Linked DNA regions of Rattus norvegicus: region 1 is linked to region 2. Evidence: chromatin contacts called from public Hi-C data. All regions are on one chromosome and are shown on one strand. The core of a region is the stretch at or near the end of the contact, and the rest is flanking DNA. Distances in the headings are between cores, read along the strand shown. Region 1 holds the start of Spaca6 (sperm acrosome associated 6). Region 2 holds the start of Riok2 (RIO kinase 2).

Region 1 (3,552 bases), core at 529-3,028, 570 kb after region 2:
TTGAGAAGTAGATATGGAAGATAGGAGGTGAGAAAGAGGTGAATGTAGAGAGGGTCAGCTAGAACAGAGACAGAGGGAGGACCAGACGTCCAGATATGGGAGGAGAGGAAAGTCTAGTCAGGGATGATACAAACTGAGAAAGAAAGGCAAAATTTGAAAAGGGCCAGGTTAAAAAAAAAAAGGGGGTGGGGAGGAGAGAAAGAAACAAGAAGATGGACATGGAACCTGGGAACCTCAGAGGACCAGTTCTGAACTTAGAGCCTCAGGGTGGGTGCACATCCTAGGGCCCCTCCCACCTGCAGCCAATTGACTTTGGCCTAGTGGCTTCCCTTCTGGGAGGCTCATGGGTGCAGGTAGCGACCTCATTAATGAGTTGGGGGGCGTCGAGAAGACAGGGCCCTGGGTTGTATCATTATTCCTTGAGCATAGCTAAAGGTTGAGAATGGTTTTGGAAAAGGTAGGATTATTCCGAGAGGCCCATGAGGATTTCTGATACCCAAAAAGCCTTTAGCTCATACCTGGGATATGAAACCTTTAGGGGTTACAGAAGGGGCTCGGATTGCCAAGACAAATGGGAGCACATCCTTTCTGCACTCCAGAAGCCAGTTCTCTAACCCGACTGTGCCTTCTCTAAGGGAAGTGCCTGGTTGGATCCTGAGTCTGCTGGAGGAGGTCGGGGTGGAGAAGAACCGGTGAGGGTTAGGGACTGGACCCCTGGGTCTGACTGAGGAGAACTGAGTCCGATGGCACGGGGGTCTACAATGCTAGATGGGAGGGAGGGATGGGACTTGGACCCCAAAGTCTAAGGGAGGAAGTCTGGAGGAAATCTGTGGGAGGGAGGGCTGGGATGAGGACCCCTTAGTCTAACGGAGGAGGGCTGAGGTCTGAATCTCTTGGCTTTGAAAGAGGGTGACTGGGGCTTAGATTGTGGGGCTGGGACTGAATTCCTGGGTTCCTTGGGGAGGAGGGGGCCGGGGGCCCGGACTCCTGGGTCCTGGCACCCACCCGTAGAACCGACCTTGCGGGGCCTTCGCCGCACACAAGCTCGTGTCTGTGGGTCCGTGTCGGGGGCTCACCATCGCGGCTGGGACCTCCCCGGCCCTCCCCCACCCTCCCTACTTCTGGTCTCCCATCAATCCATCTGTCAATCTGCCCACCTGCCGCGCCCCCCGGGCTGAGGTAGGAGGTTGTATAGTTGAGGAAGACACCCGAGGAGATCACTATACGGCCTCCTAGCTTTCCCCAGGCTGCGCCCTGCACTGGAAGGGGCCGGCGGGGACCCCAGGTCCACACCACTGCTCCAGAGTTCCCGGTAGGAGCTGGGGTGTCTTCTCTGTCCCCATTCTGCCCTATCCCCTTTCCTTACAGTCTCTATGCCATCATAAGATTTTCTAGTTGTCTGTCTCTTGTCTTTTAAACCACTGTCTCTAGGGTTCTAGGAGCTCCTATTTCTCTAGTGCTGTGAATCAATCGCTGACATTGTGGGTTTCTGAACTTCTTGATATCTCTCCTGGTTTCTGTCTGTCTTCTGGGTATCTCTTTTTCTGTCACTCTTCCCTGCTCCCACCTCGGGGGAAGAGGTCTTTTCTGGTCCACCATAGCTGCATTGCCGGCCTCTGGGTCCCTGAGACCCTTTAACCTGTGAGGACGTCCAGGGTCACAGGTGAGGTTCTTGGGAGCCTGGCGCCTGGCTCAGCCACAACTTAGGGATTTCAGGTGACCCCTGGCAACCTTCCTCTAAATGAAGTCTAATGCTTGACCACCTGCTGAAACTCAATCTCTGATCACAGGCTTCCCCTCCCCCACAGTGACCTCACAAAGGTTACTATCTTCTGCTCAGTCTCAGAGACCCTCTGTTATGGGACTTGTTGCCTTAGTAGGGAGCTTTGTCCTGTTGCTCCTGCTGATCTTCAGGGCATCCACATGGGCTTGTCTCTTCTGCTTCACTACGCATGAGGAACGCCTCAGTCTCTGCCGGATGTTTGTGGGCTCAGAGGACTCCAAGATACGCAAGTGTAGAGATGCTCTCACAGATGCTTTTGAGGGTTTCTCAGACATGGAAATCAGTGAGGAGCCCCTTCTTTGCCCCTTCTTCATAAACCAGGGCCCGGGGGAGGGGAAGGAGAATCTTTGAGTTACTCGAAGAAGCAAAGCTAAGTACAGGATCATGGAAGAGAGACAGGTGGAAACAATGAAAGGAAACAGGTTCAGAGTGGGGTGTAGACAGATGAGACAGTGCCTCAGAGGCTAATGATAGTAAGAGCTGTGACAGAGTTAGAAGGAAAGAGATGGACAAGTAGAAAGAGTAGAGGCATTGTTCGGAGAGAGGAGGGTATGGATTGGAACACAAATGAGTGGGGAGATCAGAGACTTACAGAGGGGGACAGAGAGCTACAAATCCAGAGAGATGAATGAGAGACACAGAGAGTAAGGTACATAGAGATAAGACAGGAACAGAGACCCAGAGTGAGTGAGATATGTACTAATAGCAGAGATAACAGAGGTTCGGGATGTATAGAGAGACAGTTATCCAGAGATGGCACAGAGACCTATGGGGTTGGAGTAAAGATAGAGAAGGGGAAGCAGATGCAAGGTGCCAGGTAAGAGACAGGCCTAAAGAGAGGGATGAGAGGGAGTGAGAGATAACCCAGATACCAGATTGAAGGTTTGGGTTGGGGTTGGGGGCGGTCTCCAGTTCTCAATGTAGGGAACATAGACTGGGACTATAGAATCTGGGATGGTCATAGGGATTGGAGATATTCAGCCATAAGTTGGACATAGAGAACACTGTGGAACCAGGTTTGTGCCATGGTGTCTCTGCCTGCTTCTCATCCACCTTCAGACTATGATGAGAGGAGCCACCTGCATGATGAATTTACACAGATGACAGTTTTCCTTCAGGAGGTGGCTGCTGTCCAGGGTGAGTGTTTTGTGTACTATGAAGGCATAAGTGAATTCTCTAATGGGGAAAGTGATCTTTAGGGAGTGATAGTGGAAACCTGTTTGAGTTAGGTTATTTGTTGAGAAAACTCCAGAGGTGATGGGAGTCAAAGATGGGAGGTTTACAAGTCACAGGGAGTCTGAAGCTTTTCGGCGTCAAGTACATGTGACCTACCAGTGAATCTCACTGTCTAGCTCTGGAGCCCAGGTGAGAGGCTCTACTTACTCACCTGTAAGGTAGAAGATTTCTTAGGCTCTCAGGTGGAGTCGTTCTTGTCATCTTTGAAGGTGGAACATTCTCATCTCCTAAGGTGAGACATTCTCTCTATCTCCCAGAGAAGTCAGAGCTCACTGGGAGGAAATGCTGTTTTTTGAGATGGGTGTTAGAGAAGATACAATTCCTTCCAACAAGACAGACTTAATCCTTTAGGATAAGACAGACAGGTCAGACAGACAGACACACACACACACACACACACACACACACTACTCATGGCTAACAAAGATAGGTTAGGAAGAGTGGAGCTAGCCACTTAGAGGGCAGATATAGTCAGGGCCAGACTATATTTTTGCTGGAACATTAGGGAAGATCATACCCATGTAGCTGTGCGT
Region 2 (3,578 bases), core at 955-3,454:
ACAACTGTCTATGGCAGTTGCATAAGAACAAATAGATATGATTATAAACCGATTCAAAAGGATGATATAGTGTTAAATACACTGAATTCCAGGGTTGGGGATTTAGTTCAGTTGTAGAGCACTTGCCTAGCAAGCGTAAGGCCCTGGGTTCAGTCCCCAGCTCCGAGAAAAAAAAGGAAAAAAAGAAAAAAAAATACACTGAATTCCAGACTAAAAACGTTAGAACTTTAGACACAAGATCCTTACTTTATGAGAAGCAAAATGTGTATTATGAGCTTGACTATAGTGGCAAAGTCTGGGAAAAGGAAATTCAACATCCTGAGTCCTTGGCTTTTCTGTTACATCCAGTGTTTTTTTACATATCTCCTCCCCATAAGTTTAAGTTTTAGGACTTGGGATTGAGTTTCCCCGGGGCCTAGCAAAAATCTGGTATCTGTATTTGATAAATGGTGAATGAATGAACAATAGGCTGTTTGAGAAGTTCTCAGCCTGTGGGTCCAGACCTTTTTGGTAAAACTGTATCTCCAAAAATATTTATTTACATTACAAATCATAATAGTAGCAAGATTACAGTTATGAAGTAGCAACAAAAATAACTCTATTGTTGGGGTCACCATAACATAAGAAATTGTATTAAAGGATCGCAGCATTAGCATGGTTGAGAACCACTGGTTTAAGTGTGGTAAGAAAGGAAGACTGAATTTGAATCCTTTCCTCATAAATGACTTGATTACTAAGAAAATTTTATTTGAAAAAAAATATTGAAAAGATGGGAAATCTGGACTCTACTCCAATATTGCAGAACTTGGATCCAAATCCACTCAATAAGTCGTGGCTGATAGGAGACAGATGATCAAAGCTTCGTCAAACTTTTTTTTTACATTTTTCTAATGTTAATGTAGAAAGAAAAATTCATTAATTGGAAAAGTCTTAATTAGTTAAGTCCTAATTAGATAAGCCTAGTATCCGGTAATTCAAGTATACAAGGCCGCAAAGGCAGGAGCATAGAGATGACAAAGGATTGCTCTTTTGTTCGATTTGATAATTTTAAGTACCAACTACTTTATCTGAAAAGAAATCGGATTCTACAGTCTGCTATCTGCCCTCTAGCTCCTTGGAACAACACTCAGCACCACTCTCCAAAGAAGGAAATGAATACATTGTTTCTTGGAAACCGGAAGTGGAGCAGGGAAGGAACCTGAGAGTATCTTAATCCCAATCCTTAATGTAGTTTGCATATAGTACCTCCCCCCGCAAAAAGTAATTACAATCTCCCAAGGATAAAGCAGATCATAACAGCGGACGCTAATATACAGAACCCAAGCTTAACCTAAGAGCACATCAGAAAAGATCTGCACCTTGAAGGACTGAAATATAAATAATTCGTGAAATGAGAAACACAGATACTGAACGTCATACGAGTCACATTGTTGCTACTAAGCTGCTGCTGTCGTGAAGGTATAAACAGTATAAACGTCTTTGTCCTGGGTACATTCTCTTGGTTACCAGTAGGTACGCATGGCGAAGAGCTGCAAGTTCAGTATGGAAAACGCCCATAAAGCCTTCCAAATGCTCCTAGGCCCCAGAAACATCCAGGCGCGCGCTTTCTTTGGAAGCGGACACTGGATAGTTGAGTGAGCAGCTCCGCCTAACCAGTCCTAGGATCCACGTCTTAAGCCAGCGGGGCAACCCCTTGCCCGGTTGTCCTTCGCCAGACAAGCGTGGGGCAGCCGAGAGACCGCGCGTGGCGCTCTTTGGCCATCTTCCCAGTGGCTTTGCTGGCCTGGGTTCTCGTTTGCACACTTTCTTCCCTGACTTTACGTTGCACTAAACCTAGAGTTGGCAGGGAACTGATAAGCCACGCCCCTCTCGTGACGTAGAGACAGTTGCATGCGGAAGCCCGTCCTTATTTCCGATCAGGTCCTGGCAGCTTTGAAAAGTAACGAGGTATATTATGTAATACATTTGCAACTTGCCAAATCAGTCGCATGTAAAGTGGTTATTTACAGGCTGAAAAATCACTTCTGCATGATTTTTAGCTACTAAGACAAGAAAATATAGCGTTTTTCAGTGCCACTGGAGCACGTGTTCTTATCTAGCGAGAAGCACCGTAAATACAGAGCGCGTGCGCGGGCAGGCGGCGGCGGAAAGCTTGCGAGATTACCCAGCGACTTTGCGTCCTCCCCGGGAGTGTCGGTGCTGGAGCTGGGCAAGCATGGGGAAGGTGAATGTGGCCAAGCTAAGGTACATGAGTCGAGATGACTTCAGAGTTCTGACTGCGGTAAGGAATACACTTTTCTTGCTTATCCATTCGGTGATGTCCTCTTCCTGCTATTCTAAGGCCGCTGGGAGCTGAGTGAGTGCTCTGATCTGTGGATTGTTGGCCGAAGCCGGGGTCTTGGTAAAGGACACCAAGGTCTAATTTTCATGAAGTTTTGTGGAAAAAAAAAACTATCTTTTCCTAAACATGGTTCTTCCTTTCTTCTTCTTTTGCTCCAGAAGTGCTTGCGTCTCTGGCCCGGGAAATTTCACTGATCTTTGGCTTTCCAACTAGGGAAGGGTGGGGGGGTTAAATCCTCGAAGGAGGCCTGTTGGGCCCCCAGTAATAGACCCAGCCACATAATGTTGAAGAAAACACATTTGTCAGGTTTCACTGACAAATTTAAGCTGTTCAGCAGAGTGCAAAACAAAGGAGGATAAGGGATGCCTCTTGGTCCAGGAGCAATTCAATAAATATGTTAACAATGTAATTATTAAGTAGTAAGTACGGTGAAGGTAGCAAAGGATAAAGGAATAGAAAGTATCCGTGTGTTGGAAGGTGAGGGAAGAGTACTGTCTGAGTTTTATAGTGATGGAGACTGAATCCAAGAATCTTATCTTTGCTGTTAATCAAATTACAAAATTTGTCCCCAACTCTGAACCAAGGAAATATTACCTACAGGAGAATAGGTGTCCTTGGAGAGAGTTGGAGGCAGACGAGCAGAAACCCAAAGATGATAGTGAAAGTCTTCATAAAAAAGAAAAGCCAGTATGATTGGTTCTAATGGTTGGGGGCATGCATAGAAAATGAGAACCAAACCATATAAACCCTTGCAGGCCTAGTAAACAATTTATATGGAAGCCCATGAATGTTTTCATTAGAAAAACAACAAAATATGATTGTGTAGTTTTAGTATTGAGAGGCACAGAGATGGGACTTATATCTAAGGTTAGAATAAGTCGGTCTTTGTTTAGAAGTCGTTGGCTTTTAATAATAAGGACTGTGTTACATAATAGAATATGTTATCTGAGTTGCTTGGTTCCTGTATTAAGCCTTTGTAGCCTAGGTAACATTTCCAAATTAATCAACTGTAAGGTCCATATGAACTTTGGTGTGTAATTCCTTTTTTCCTATAGCTTAATTAACCTACACTTTTTCCTTAAATACTTAATTAACCTACACTTTTTCCTTAAATGCTATTTTTTAAATAATGACTTTCCTTTTCAGCACATTCACTCATTTCTCTGCATCTTGACAAAAATGGGGTCGTCAACAGTGTTGGAGGATTGGGGAAGTGGGGACAGAACATAAAAATGAG

The links. A called contact is a pair of places that touch in the nucleus more often than the background predicts.
Region 1: a Hi-C map of frontal cortex shows a contact between it and region 2, with 2.1 times the contacts expected there. The contact joins the promoter of Spaca6 here to the promoter of Riok2 in region 2. A contact is called at or near these places in 2 of 12 Hi-C or Micro-C datasets (frontal cortex and mammary epithelial cells) and 1 of 1 datasets of contacts at active chromatin or transcription factors (oligodendrocytes).

Annotation. Positions count from the first base shown.
Region 1 is chr1:67,349,068-67,352,619 of GRCr8, forward strand. Spaca6 (sperm acrosome associated 6) reads left to right here and starts at 1,779. Exons shown (of 9, transcript NM_001135720.1): 1 at 1,779-2,066; 2 at 2,843-2,926. The coding sequence starts at 1,859. It overlaps Mir99b (microRNA 99b), which reads left to right and starts at 997; the gene lies at 997-1,066. It overlaps Mir3596c (microRNA 3596c), which reads right to left and starts at 1,269; the gene lies at 1,153-1,269. It overlaps Mirlet7e (microRNA let-7e), which reads left to right and starts at 1,162; the gene lies at 1,162-1,254. It also overlaps Mir125a.
Region 2 is chr1:66,774,011-66,777,588 of GRCr8, forward strand. Riok2 (RIO kinase 2) reads left to right here and starts at 2,205. Exons shown (of 10, transcript NM_001009687.1): 1 at 2,205-2,281. The coding sequence starts at 2,216. LOC134485095 (a long non-coding RNA gene) reads right to left here and starts at 1,789. Exons shown (of 2, transcript XR_010062955.1): 1 at 1,359-1,789; 2 at 1-887.